Regions from separate parts of the Mus musculus genome. Here all the other regions are linked to region 1. Evidence: chromatin contacts called from public HiChIP or PLAC-seq and promoter capture Hi-C data. All regions are on one chromosome and are shown on one strand. Each heading gives the region's core, a stretch centred on a gene start, on an enhancer-like site or on the middle of the called end of the contact. The rest is flanking DNA. Distances are from core to core; before and after follow the strand shown.

Region 1 (2,765 bases), core at 137-2,636:
AAAAAAGAGCCGGGAGGTGGTGGCACATGCCTTTAATCCCAGCACTCAGGAGGCCGAGTTCAGGATTTTCTGAGTTCGAGGCCTGCCTGGTCTACAAAGTGAGTTTCAGGACAGCCAGGGCTATACAGAGAAACCCTGTCTTGGAAAAACAAAAAACAAAAATAACAACAAAGAATCATACAGCCTTAGACTGAGCAACAGTACACGACTTTAATCCCAGCGTTTGGAAGACAGAGGCAGTCAGATAGATCTCTGAGAGTTCAAAGACAGCCAGAGCTACAAGTTATATGACCCTGCCTCGGAAACAAACAAGAAAAATGTTTAGATCAAAGTTTTTATGTCCAAGGGGGCCTTCAAACACTATCTTTCGGACTCAGTAAACCCAAGTGGCTTAAGGAAAGTATGTGGGCATCTTTTTGGGGGGACGCGGGGAGGTGAACTACACACAGCGGACGGACACAGACACACATTCTGTATCTGAAATATCTGAGGATCTGTCAACGGCAACTCTGCACGAGCTTGCCGACTTAACTGTTGCTCTCTTGAACCGACGAGGTGGGAGGAAGTTATATATAAAAACGCTGGCATTTCAGGGGTTAAAAAATGCTTAGGATGAGGAGGAAGGCTACCAATTAGATGCTAAAAAGTCACCCTGTTCGTGTGTGTTCCAAGACACTGTTGGGGTACTTTTTTCATTTTCCCTAATAAAGCCTTGCCACCTCTAACTTTGAGATCGGCTGTAAAGTGCCCACGAAGTGTCCAGAGTTCAAAACACTCCTCACAAGCAGCACCTGATTCCGGGGTTCAATCTCATCCAGGACAAGGGAAATCTCTGGACCGTCATTCTACACTCAAGACGACCACATCAGAAGAGAAGGCGGTCCAAGGAAATCTTCCCGGGGGGCCAGTCGGGGACAAACAGGGGAGCTGTCCCCTCCCGCGACCTCACCAGGTCGGAGAAGAAACCCCAGCCGTTGCTAAGCACCAGGACACGCCGGCTGCCAGGGCCTGGACTCCGCCCGGGGCTCCCACAAGTACCCTGCAGTCCTCTGCGGGCCCGGCTCAGCTCGTCCGCAAAACGGGCCGGCCACACCCTGCCCGAGGGGACCCCGGCAGCCGTCCTCGCTGGACCGAGAGTTCCGAACCGCGCCTGGAGCGTCCCCAGCTCCCGGCCGCCGCCCCAGCCCGCGCACCTTGCACAGCTGCTGCCCCTGAGACAGCGCCTCGAAGGGGAAGCGCTGGTGGCACTTGGTGCAGGCGTACAGCGCCGCCATGTCCGGCCCGGGCCGTGATCGCCGCCGCCCCTCCCGCCGGCCCGCCGCTTTATCTGACAGTCTCAGGCACAACCTGGCGGCGGCGGCCGGGCCGCGGGCTGCGGAGGGCGGGCGGGCGAGGGCGGGCCGCGGGCGCAGGGGCGGGCTCTCCGGTGCTCAGAGGCCGTTCGCTGGCTCGCGTGGACGTCGATCACGCGGGAGGGGGCGGAACGTGGAGTTCCCGACGGCTCTGATTCGGTCCGGGTTGGACTACGCCACTGTGACGCTCGGGGCCGCGATTATGTAAAGCGCAGTCACGCGGGGGCGCCGCCTGAAAAGAGCGTCTTCCGAGTAGGATAGCGGAAGCCCTCGGGCTCCGCCCACCTGCCCGCTGAGGCTCCGCCCTCGCTCCGCCTCTCCGGGGGCTGCGGGAGCATTGGAGCTTCTCGCGATACTCGATGAAGTTGTGATGTTTTGGGTTGCCGTGGAGCTTCCCGCTAGCCGAAGGAGTGTGGGATTGGGGTGACAGTCGGGCAACGTCGGATTCGAACTACGAGACCATCCGGAGTTTAAACCCACTGGCAACCAAGGAGGAAAGTCTATCTTTGGAGCAGGCGGAGGGGAAAAGCAGGATATTAAATGAGTGTCCTCTATGGGCTGGAGAGAAGGCTCCGAATGCTGCTTTTGCAAAGTTTGGTTCCCAGCACCCACATCTGGAGGCTCAGATCGCCTGTAACTCCAGCTGCAGGGCTATCCCTGATGCCTCTTAACTCAGCAGGCACCTGCACTCACGTGCACTTACAAAAGATGGGCAGTTGTAAAATGGTAAAACAGTAGAGACCTGAAGCTAGAATTAAAGGCAATAGGAACACGGTGGCCATGATACTCTTGAGATCGGTTGGCTGTGTGTGTATGGAGGCCATCTGTACATGACCCAAAACCTTTAATACATTTTAGTTTGTGTGTGTGTCTCTGTGTCCCCCTCACTTAATATGGAGCTAATTGATCTGTCCGTTCTAGTGTGTGTGAGACTTAGGGATTGGTTTGATCTCTAGCACTGGAGAAAGAAAAAGAGGTAGGGCATAGGAAGTGAGAGGAAAGAAAGGAATAGAAAATATCGATGATCATTCATACAATAAACCTTTTTTAAAAGTTATTTTTACTTGTAAATGTGTTTGTGGGGCTGGAGAGATGGCTCAGCGCTGACTGTCTTCCAAGGGTCCTAAGTTCAATTCCCAGCAACCACATGGTGGCTCATAACCATCTGTAATGGGGTCTGATGCCCTCTTCTAGTGTGTGTCTGAAGATAGCAACAGTGTACTTACATATAATAATAAATAAATCTTGGGGCTGGAGCCAGCAAGGCTGGAGCCAGCAGAGGTCCTGAGTTCAATTCCCAGCAACCACATGAAGGCTCAGAACCATCTGTTCAGCTACAGTGTACCCCTATACATAAAATAAATAAATAAATCTTTTTTTAAAAATGTGTTTGTGAGTGTGCATGCCTCTGTG
Region 2 (2,765 bases), core at 187-2,686, 580 kb after region 1:
GGGACCTAGAAGCAGAGAGACCTAAGTATGATGGGGACAAACCTTCAACCTCTCCGGGTATCTGTCTCCTCCAATGGGAGTCACAGACTCAGAGGAGAATCCAGTCATACAGCCCTGAGCCAGCCCTCCTCCATCCTGGGACTTTCTTCTTCTTCTCCTTGCAAGGGATGGAGCTGGGCTGTGTAGAAGCCAGCAACTTTGAGGGCAGGGTTTTTACAGTCCCAGGGGACCCAGGAGAGACCACACTAGCACAGGTGAGGGAGCAGATGTTGCAATATTGCAGCAAGCTCCAGCTTGTTAAAGTTTGCCACCAAATCCCTCCGGAAGCCGAACACCTTCCACTAGTTCATCTCTATAAGGGGACTTGGCACTGTCATCTAACCAGCCACGAAAAAAAGGACAGCTCTATCAGGGCTCCACAGATGCCCGCCCAGACATGGAAGATCCCGGATCCTACACTCCTCAACACAGACACACGCTGTATCCAAAATAACACCAGTCAACAACACCGCACCTTAGTGTCACTTTCAGGGCCCCCCATGGACCCCCAGCTGACTCCTCCGCGTAGATGACGCCGTCCATCTGGCCAGCACCTGGATCCGTCCGTCCGTCTGTCCTCCCGCACCTGGAGACTCGCCTGCCTCGGGAAGCCAGGGGTCCGGGGTACTGAGGTCAGCGCTGGGGGGAGGCGGGGCCGCGGGGCGGGCTGCGGCGGAAGGGCGAGTCGGGCTCCGGGCCCTGGCCGCGCCGTAGCCGCCCTGCGCCCCAGGGCACGCAGCTCCCCAGGCCGAGCGCGGACGCCAGCAGCGCCGGGGGACGACCCCGGCGACCGCGGCGCGCACCCTTCTTGAGACGGGACCCGTGCGCAGCCAGGTAGAGCTCGGCCTGGGCCACGCCGCCGCTCAGGCGGCTCAGGCTCTCGGCGCGATGCGCCAGGCGCAGCTCCGCAGCCAAGAAGACTCGGTGCAGCTGCAGCACCCGGCTCTCCAGCTCCGACACCAGGCGCCGGCGGCCCTCCACTTCTAGCAGTCGCCGCCGCGCTTCGGCCAGCTCCAGCGCACGGCCCCCTGCCCCCGCCGCCGCGCCCGCGATCCCCGCCGGGCCCGCGCCCCCAGACCCCCCACTAGCACCCTGGCGCCAGCGCTGCAGCTCCTGCCCTTCCACGGGTGTCTCGGCCGCCTCGGGTAAGGGCGGTGACTTAGTGGGGGTCGGAGTCGAGGTCGGCGATGGGGAAGGGGGCTGGAGGGACGGCAGGGGCTCCCGGGGTGGCGGCGGGGGCGACCCCGGTTCTGCCGTCCCTTCCTGGGCCCCTGGGCCGCAGGCGCTGATTCGGCAGCCCGGCATCCCCCGCCCCGCGGCGGCCCAGGGTTGTCGGTGCGTGGGGAGGAGAGATGCTGGGCACGAGACTAGTGAGAGGCGGCCGCAGAGCCCACACCCAGGCCGCACGCGCCGCCCAGCATCTTATAGCACATGGGGCGGAGCGATGGCAGCACAGCCAATCCGAGACTTTTGTGCCTGAATCTGCCCTGCCTCCCGCCAAGGAGCGTATCCCCAAGTGTTTCAAGTTCCCTGTCTTTCTCCCAGATTGGCTCCGTTTGGGCATCATCCCAAATTTGGGGTAGATAAGTGACGGTCACTTTCCTCGCCTGGAATCACCTCAGAAAAATTCGATGGTAATGTTTAAAAGTCATACATTTCAGTCTCTACCCAGAATGGCTGGGCGTCACCTCTGCTCCTCTGCCGGGCCCGCGTGACAGTGAGAGCCTAGCCTAGAACTTAGCGCTCCGGGTCTCCTAGGATGCCCTTCCCGCCCATCTCTCTGGGCTTATGGGGTGGTTAAGGCAGAGAGACGACTGGTGTCCACTGGAAGATGGGCATATGACTGGATTACTCGCATACCAGGAAGGCACTTAGCTTGCAAAACAAACACCAGAGCCGCTGCTCCTGGTCCGCCAACCTTCGTGGGGCCCTTAGAAAACCCCAAGGTGTGCAAAATTATTTTCCAGCTCCAACTCTGCCTGCGTGTGCACCTGCTAGCCCACAAGACACGTCCTGGTATCTTTCAAATGGAGGGGGAAAGAAACTCAGAAGAAGCCGCGATGCCCTGCTCAATGTCAAATTGTAGGACAGTGGCTGAGTCTGGACGGAAATGAACGAACAAACTCAACCATTCATCAGAGCCCTTGAGATACGTGGATTCCTCCAATTCCCAAGCACGACTCCACATCTCGAATTTTAACCATCCTAGCTCTGCCCACTTTCCCCACGGCACAAATAGCCCTTCTGTTCCCCTTCCAAGTACTGGCCCAGACACCAAGGGTTTTACCTCTGATTGTATCTATTTGAAAGCGCCATCAGAGATTGGAGGGGTTCACGGTAGGAGAGGGCAAGGTCCCCAGGGCAGGAAGGAAGCTCTGAACCCCATTGGGAAGGACTGCAGCAGGTCCTCGGGTTTCAAAGGATCTGCCAAAGGTGTGGCCAGCCCTGAGGGTCAAAATATATGAAGAGGAATCTGACTAGTGGGGGGAGGAAAGCCCCAGTCCCTCCGACCCACGGGTCCACCCAACTCTAAGTGCTTACAGGTGCCTTTTAAGTGACAGGAACTCTGACAGCAAATCTCCACAGAAGCAGCTCCCAGAGCAAGGGAAGGAGGGTGAAGGGAGTTAGATTCAGAGAAGCGGGACGGGAGGACTCACGGTAGTAAAGGGGTGTTCAGTGAACAGGAGTAGATCCCAGAGAAGAAGGACAGCCAGGGCTACACAGAG
Region 3 (2,765 bases), core at 125-2,624, 560 kb after region 1:
TGGCTTTGTGGTGGCTTGTGTTGGTTTGGGGGCTTGGGGATTAGACCCAGGATCTTGCACTAGGCAAGCATTCCGAGCCACTGAGCCAAATCCATGTGCAGGAGAGTATTATGCCTGGACCTCAAACGCTTTCATCAGTAGCCTCGGGGATCTAGAGTTCAGAGACAACTCAGTCAAAGATCTCATTTTTATTTCCCTCGTTTTGTGGCACCAGAGGTTGAAGCCTGGGTCTCCGGCACACTAGGCGAGCAATTGGTCAGCGCTTTATATCTCCAGCCTGTTGATGTTGTTGTTGACAGGGTCTCACTGTATATCCCCGGCTGACCCAGAACTCAACAGGCAGACAAGGATAACTGAACGTCTTATCCTCCTGCCCACACCACTGGAATGCTGGGGTTACACATCTGGTGGAACACACGGGGCCTCCTCCAGGGGTTTTTAGAGTGGCCTGAGGCTGGGGCCGGCTTTCAGAAAGAAGAAATGTGTGTTCTGGTTTGAGGCAGGTCAAGCTGTGCCCTGACAGAAACTGGGGTATAGTAGCTGTTTCTAAGTCCTGGATTCTTCTTCCCTGTCTTTTAATCCTTAGTCTGCCTTTTAGGAAAATGGAAGGCTACAGAATTTGCTATATTATTATTACGAGAATGACAAGAAAAAAATACTGCGGCGATGAACAGGGCGATTCGATTTCGATTCTCCCTCCTGCCCATGACACATATATTTAAAATCTGAAAAGGAGGAGGGGATAAGATTCAAAAGTAGCAATAAGCCTCGGCCTCTATGATCTGTAGAGAGAAAGAGAAAAAAAATAGTAATATCCATCCCAGAAAAACCCTGGGTGGGCCCAGATGGAGCAAAGAGCTACATAGATCTTTAAACCTCCATCAGGACCATAACTGACACTCACATGCTACATGATGATGGGTAATAACGCCCTCTCTCTAAGCAGATTTCACCTCACCTAAGATGGAACAGGTACGCCAGGCATGCGGTAATTCGAAGGGCCAATCAAAGGAATAAATTAGAAAGCGGCCGGGCCGCCTTGTCAACACGGCAACATTACTCTACACAGACCTCCCTCGACTTCTGCCGCTGGAGGGCGCTGTCCCTCTAAGTCCCGGCAGGCTCGGGCCAATCGCAAGCAGCAGCTTCTTTAAAGACCAAAGGAGGGAATTCGGTCCGAGAGAGGGGGCGGGGAAGGGGCGTGCCTTTCAGCCAATCAGAAACTCCTGAGAGCCAGCGATTCCCTTGCAAAACTGTGTTGGCCCGTGATAGGGGGAGGGACAAGAGGAGGGCATCTCCTGCTGTGTGACAGCTGTGCTGACCAATGGGCGTGCGGCCCGCGGCCTATAAGTGTCAGCTGGGCCCGAGCCGCCTGGCTCTAAGATCTGTTAGTCCTCCCTGCCGTCGGGGGTGTTCCCTGGGTTTGCCTCGCCGCCGCCGGGTCCCCGCACCCCGCCTTGGCCCGTGCACAGCCACTCTCCCTGCCCTCCTCGCCTTCACCATTCCCGGGTTTCTGCCGTCCAGGCACCGGGGCCGGGTGAATGATGCCGTCGGAGAGTGGAGCTGAGAGCCTGGAGCAGCCAGCTGCGCAGGTGGGGACCGGTGCAGCCTCGGCAGTGGCCACGGCTGGGGCGGCCGGCGGCGGCCCGGACCCGGAGGCCTCCTCGGCCTCCCTGGGACGGCACCAGAGTCGGCTGAGCTGGCCACAGGTGAAGCGGCTGGACGCGCTGCTGAAAGAGCCGATCCCCATTCACGGACGAGGCAACTTCCCCACGCTGAGCGTGCAGCCCCAGCAGATCGTGCAGGTGAGGGGGACCCTGGCAGGGTCGGGGGTGGGGTGGTGCTCTGCTGCAAGGTACCTGGAGTCTATGACTGGCCGGGAAGCTAGGGAAACTAAGAAACAGGAACCCGACTACTAGTTCAGCTCTTCCTGCACCCTGCTGAGCTTGCCTGCTTGCCGTTCTGGGGACCTCTTATTCCCTTGGGAACCACTCACCAAGACCCTGGCTGGGAAATGGGGTGGAGATGGAGGAGGCACTAGATGGGACATCGCCCTGGCAGTCGCCAGTGAGGAGGGTGTGTACCTGGTTCCAGAATAGCTTTTCTTCTTCTACCTCACATCCTTGGACCTCCTGCACCCTCAGGGTTCTAGGGCACTCTGCCCTTGTGTTCCCACAACCCTTAGCTCAAGAAGCCTTGGCTAGGTGAAACAGCCCAGAAATTCCTGGGAAAGCTCCCAACCTCCCACGTGTTGCGGCCAGACCGGAGACCTCACCCCTTTGAAGATAGCATCAAATTTCCATTTTAGGGGTTCCTTCTCCCTTAAGGCTAGAATGAAGGCCGGCCCAAGGTTCAGACCCCAAAACACTATCTCCCTCCTGAGGATCAGATTCTGGCAGCTGCCCCCCTCCCCCATCAAACTACAGCTCTTTTAACCTAACCCTGCAAGACCCCAAACTTGCTCTTTCTGCATACAGCCCGAGCACTGTGGAATTCTGAAATACCAGAGGATGCCCGTTCTTATACCCCATTCTAACTGAGGCCTCGGGTGGGAGGGTGAGCTACCTACCAAAGGCTATCCAGTGAGGTGGAGGTCAGGTTCAGGGAGGGAGTCCTGGAGCTCCCCAGGAACAGATGGTATCTGATCAACAGTTCCTCTCCCCCCCCATCCCCATCCCACCCCACTCCCCAGATTCCCAAACTCAACATCTAGTCCTGAAGTCCCTGTATAATGAAACCCAGAAAAGTTAGCTAGTGCTAGTTCC
Region 4 (2,765 bases), core at 131-2,630, 510 kb after region 1:
GGTTTTAGGGGTTTTGTTTTTGTTTTTTTGGCTTTTCAAGACAAAGTTTCTGTGTTTAGCCCTGACTGTCCTGGAACTCATTCAGTAGACCAGGCTGGCCTCGAACTCACAGAGATCCACCCGCCTCTGCCTCCCGAGTGCCAGGATTAAAGGTGCCACCGTGGCCAGTGCAGATAGGATCTTAGGCTGGCCTTGGCCTCCTGTCTTCCTGCATTCCACTTACCCATGGTTGGGATTGCAAGCATGTGCCACCACACCCAGACTGATTTTATTTTTTCCCCCAGAGTCTCCTCTGGAGCCGGGCACTGTGGGTGGTACCTGCCCGGGAGGAGAAGCTGGGGAGGGAGACCCATTTGAGCCCAGAATTTCTAGTACAGCCTGGGTAACATAGCAAGACTATGTCTCAAGAAACAGTGATCGGTTAACAGCAAGTGGCTTACATACTTAGCCAGCTAGCCGCCCACCTCCTTTAGGAGACAGAGTGTCAAATGTCCTAAACTGCCACCAAACTTGCTATGTGTGGGAGACTGGCCTTGAACCACAGACCCTCCTCCCTCTCCCTCCTGACTGCTCTTGCTTTTTGTATCAACCCTTCCAAAAATTTACATAGAAGCCTGTGTGTCTTAGCACAGCTGATTTGGGGGAAAGGTTGGCATTTTTTAGTGAAGTGGTATGACATTCATATACTGTGACCCAGGACACCAAACCAGAAAAATGTCCTAGGCAATGCATGCACTGTGTGTCAGGGAGCAGATACAAAAACATTCAGAGCTGGTCTTGCTGGTACATGCCTTGAATCCAAGCACCCAGGATGCAGAGGCAGGTGGAGCTCTGTGAGTTCAAGGCCAGCTTGGTCTACAGAGTGAGTTCCAGGACAGCATAATGAGATCTGTCTTGGAGAGAGAGAGAGAGAGAGAGAGAGAGAGAGAGAGAGAGAGAGAGAGAGAGAGAGAGAGAGAGAGAGAGAGAAGGAATTTAAGAATAGACATGCACTAGAAACAACTCTAAAGCCTGTCAGAAGCATGTGGGATGGTGGCCCCTTGGAAAAGCAGCCTGCTACCAAGCAGGTGGACCTGAGCTGCATCCCTGGAATCACATGGCTGAAAGACAACTGACTTCCTCACCTTCTCTCTCATGTACACAATTTAAATGTAAAAACAAAGAATTTCAAAGCCAATCACTAGTAAAGTGCACAGATGCATTTCATTACAAAATATCTTCTTGTATTTGTAACTATATGTGTGGGGGTATGTGCTCACCAGTGCAAGTGCCCACCAGGTCCAGAAGAGGCTGTAGGAGCTGCAGTTATCGGCTGTTGTGAGCCGATGGGAACTGAATTCGGGTCCTCTGTAAGAGCAGAACACAGAACAAGCCCTTAACCTTTGAGCCATCTCTTTATCCCCAATGGGTTGCTTTATTTCATTTATTTATTTATTTATTTATTTATTTATTTATTTATTTATTTAGGTTTTTCGAGACAAGGTTTCTCTGTGTAGCCCTGGCTGTCCTGGAACTCACTCTGTACACCAGGTTGGCCTCGAACTCAGAAATCCACCTGCCTCTGCCTCCCAAGTGCTGGGATTAAAGGAGTGCACCACTACTGCCCAGCGGGTTGTTTTATTGAAAAACAAACAAACTGATTTCCTGTTTGTGAATGCCGAGGTCAGAGAACAACTTTAGGAAGTTTCTTCTCCACCCCTCACAGTGCTGACCAGGGTTGATCTTGTTTCTGCTGCATGGTTTACGCCAGGCTAAATGTCCTGGTAGCTTCTAGCAATTTCTCTGGTAATAATAAAATAGCTGTCCTGGAATCACAGACACATCTGTTTGCTTGCTTGCTTATTTATTTGTTTATTTATTTATATTTACTTTTGTAGATTCTGGGTATCGAGCTTAGGTCTTCCGTCTTGTGTGGCAAAGGCAGAGCCATCTCCTTAGCTCTTGGCTTTATAATTACACCAGGGAATATTAATCAGCAACGAAAATAGGTAAATTCTTCTTTCCAGCTACACAGACTGATGGGAGGCTAGCACATTTACATCAAGTTTGAAACCAGAAAAATCTAAATTATACGGTAGAGCATGGATGTTCTATGAAGACCCACGAAACTGGGACAGTAGGTAGAGGCTACAGTAAAGACTACAAGAACTACTGATTCCCTTAGGAGGAACTGAGGCATGTGATGGTGGCACAGGGACATGGAGCTGCCAACAATCTGCATTGCCTTGAGCTGTGTGGTGCGCACAGGACAGGTGTTTGTTTCATAATTATACATTATACCATATGTTTCTGACTTACGCACCTTTCTCTACCTGAGTTAATTTCACAGTCGTGTTTCTAAACGTCTTTTTTGGAGACACGTGCTTACTCCATAGCTGTCTTCTGCACTAGCTTCTTTTCCGTTGCTGTGATAAAACACCGTGATCCAAGGCAACTTATGGAAGAAAGCGTTTATTTGGGCCTACGGTCCTATGGGGATGGGGGTCCATCATGGCGGGAGGGGAGGCATGGCAGCAAGCAGCAGGTGGGCCAACAGGAGCAGGAAGCTGCTTCTGACACAAGCGCGACAGGAGACCGGAAGTGGAGTAAACTGATAAGCGCTGAAAGCCCCGCCCCCAGTGACATACTTCCTCCAGTAAATCCCACCTCCTAAAGGTTCCACAACCTTCCCAAACAGCACCACCAACTGAGAACCGAGCGTTTAAACATTTGAATCTATGGGGGTGGGGGGGGGGGATGTGCATTTCTTATTCAGTTCATAAACT

What was found. Promoter capture Hi-C pulls out the DNA fragments that hold promoters and counts their contacts. HiChIP or PLAC-seq counts read pairs in DNA pulled down with a chosen protein or histone mark.
Region 2: a contact with region 1 is called in an H3K4me3 HiChIP or PLAC-seq map of neural tube, with 3 times the contacts expected there. The contact joins the promoter of Trnp1 here to the promoter of Fam76a in region 1. A contact is called at or near these places in 4 of 39 promoter capture datasets (hematopoietic stem and progenitor cells, neutrophils, pre-B cells and 1 more), 8 of 115 datasets of contacts at active chromatin or transcription factors (embryonic hindbrain, embryonic stem cells, large pre-B cells and 2 more) and 2 of 9 other capture datasets (adipose tissue and pancreatic islet).
Region 3: a promoter capture Hi-C map of embryonic stem cells shows a contact between it and region 1, with 3 times the contacts expected there. The contact joins the promoter of Tent5b here to the promoter of Fam76a in region 1. A contact is called at or near these places in 7 of 39 promoter capture datasets (embryonic stem cells, hematopoietic stem and progenitor cells, hippocampal neurons and 4 more), 1 of 15 datasets of contacts at CTCF or cohesin (large pre-B cells), 1 of 484 Hi-C or Micro-C datasets (B cells), 8 of 115 datasets of contacts at active chromatin or transcription factors (astrocytes, embryonic hindbrain, embryonic stem cells and 3 more) and 3 of 9 other capture datasets (adipose tissue, macrophages and pancreatic islet).
Region 4: an H3K27ac HiChIP or PLAC-seq map of embryonic stem cells shows a contact between it and region 1, with 5 times the contacts expected there. The contact joins the promoter of 1700091J24Rik here to the promoter of Fam76a in region 1. A contact is called at or near these places in 1 of 39 promoter capture datasets (liver), 1 of 15 datasets of contacts at CTCF or cohesin (large pre-B cells), 5 of 115 datasets of contacts at active chromatin or transcription factors (bone marrow-derived macrophages, embryonic forebrain and embryonic stem cells) and 2 of 9 other capture datasets (adipose tissue and liver).

What each region holds. Positions count from the first base shown.
Region 1 is chr4:132,921,165-132,923,929 of GRCm38.p6, forward strand. Fam76a (family with sequence similarity 76, member A) reads right to left here and starts at 1,387. Exons shown (of 9, transcript NM_145553.2): 1 at 1,194-1,387. The coding sequence starts at 1,274.
Region 2 is chr4:133,497,114-133,499,878 of GRCm38.p6, forward strand. It overlaps Trnp1 (TMF1-regulated nuclear protein 1), which reads right to left and starts at 1,437. Exons shown (of 2, transcript NM_001081156.2): 1 at 515-1,437. The coding sequence starts at 1,344. The coding sequence ends at 673.
Region 3 is chr4:133,478,759-133,481,523 of GRCm38.p6, forward strand. It overlaps Tent5b (terminal nucleotidyltransferase 5B), which reads left to right and starts at 1,375. Exons shown (of 2, transcript NM_175307.6): 1 at 1,375-1,805. The coding sequence starts at 1,542. It overlaps Gm13257 (a long non-coding RNA gene), which reads right to left. Exons shown (of 3, transcript XR_390815.4): 3 at 2,719-2,765.
Region 4 is chr4:133,433,515-133,436,279 of GRCm38.p6, forward strand. It overlaps 1700091J24Rik (a long non-coding RNA gene), which reads right to left and starts at 1,381. Exons shown (of 2, transcript XR_881474.2): 1 at 1,260-1,381.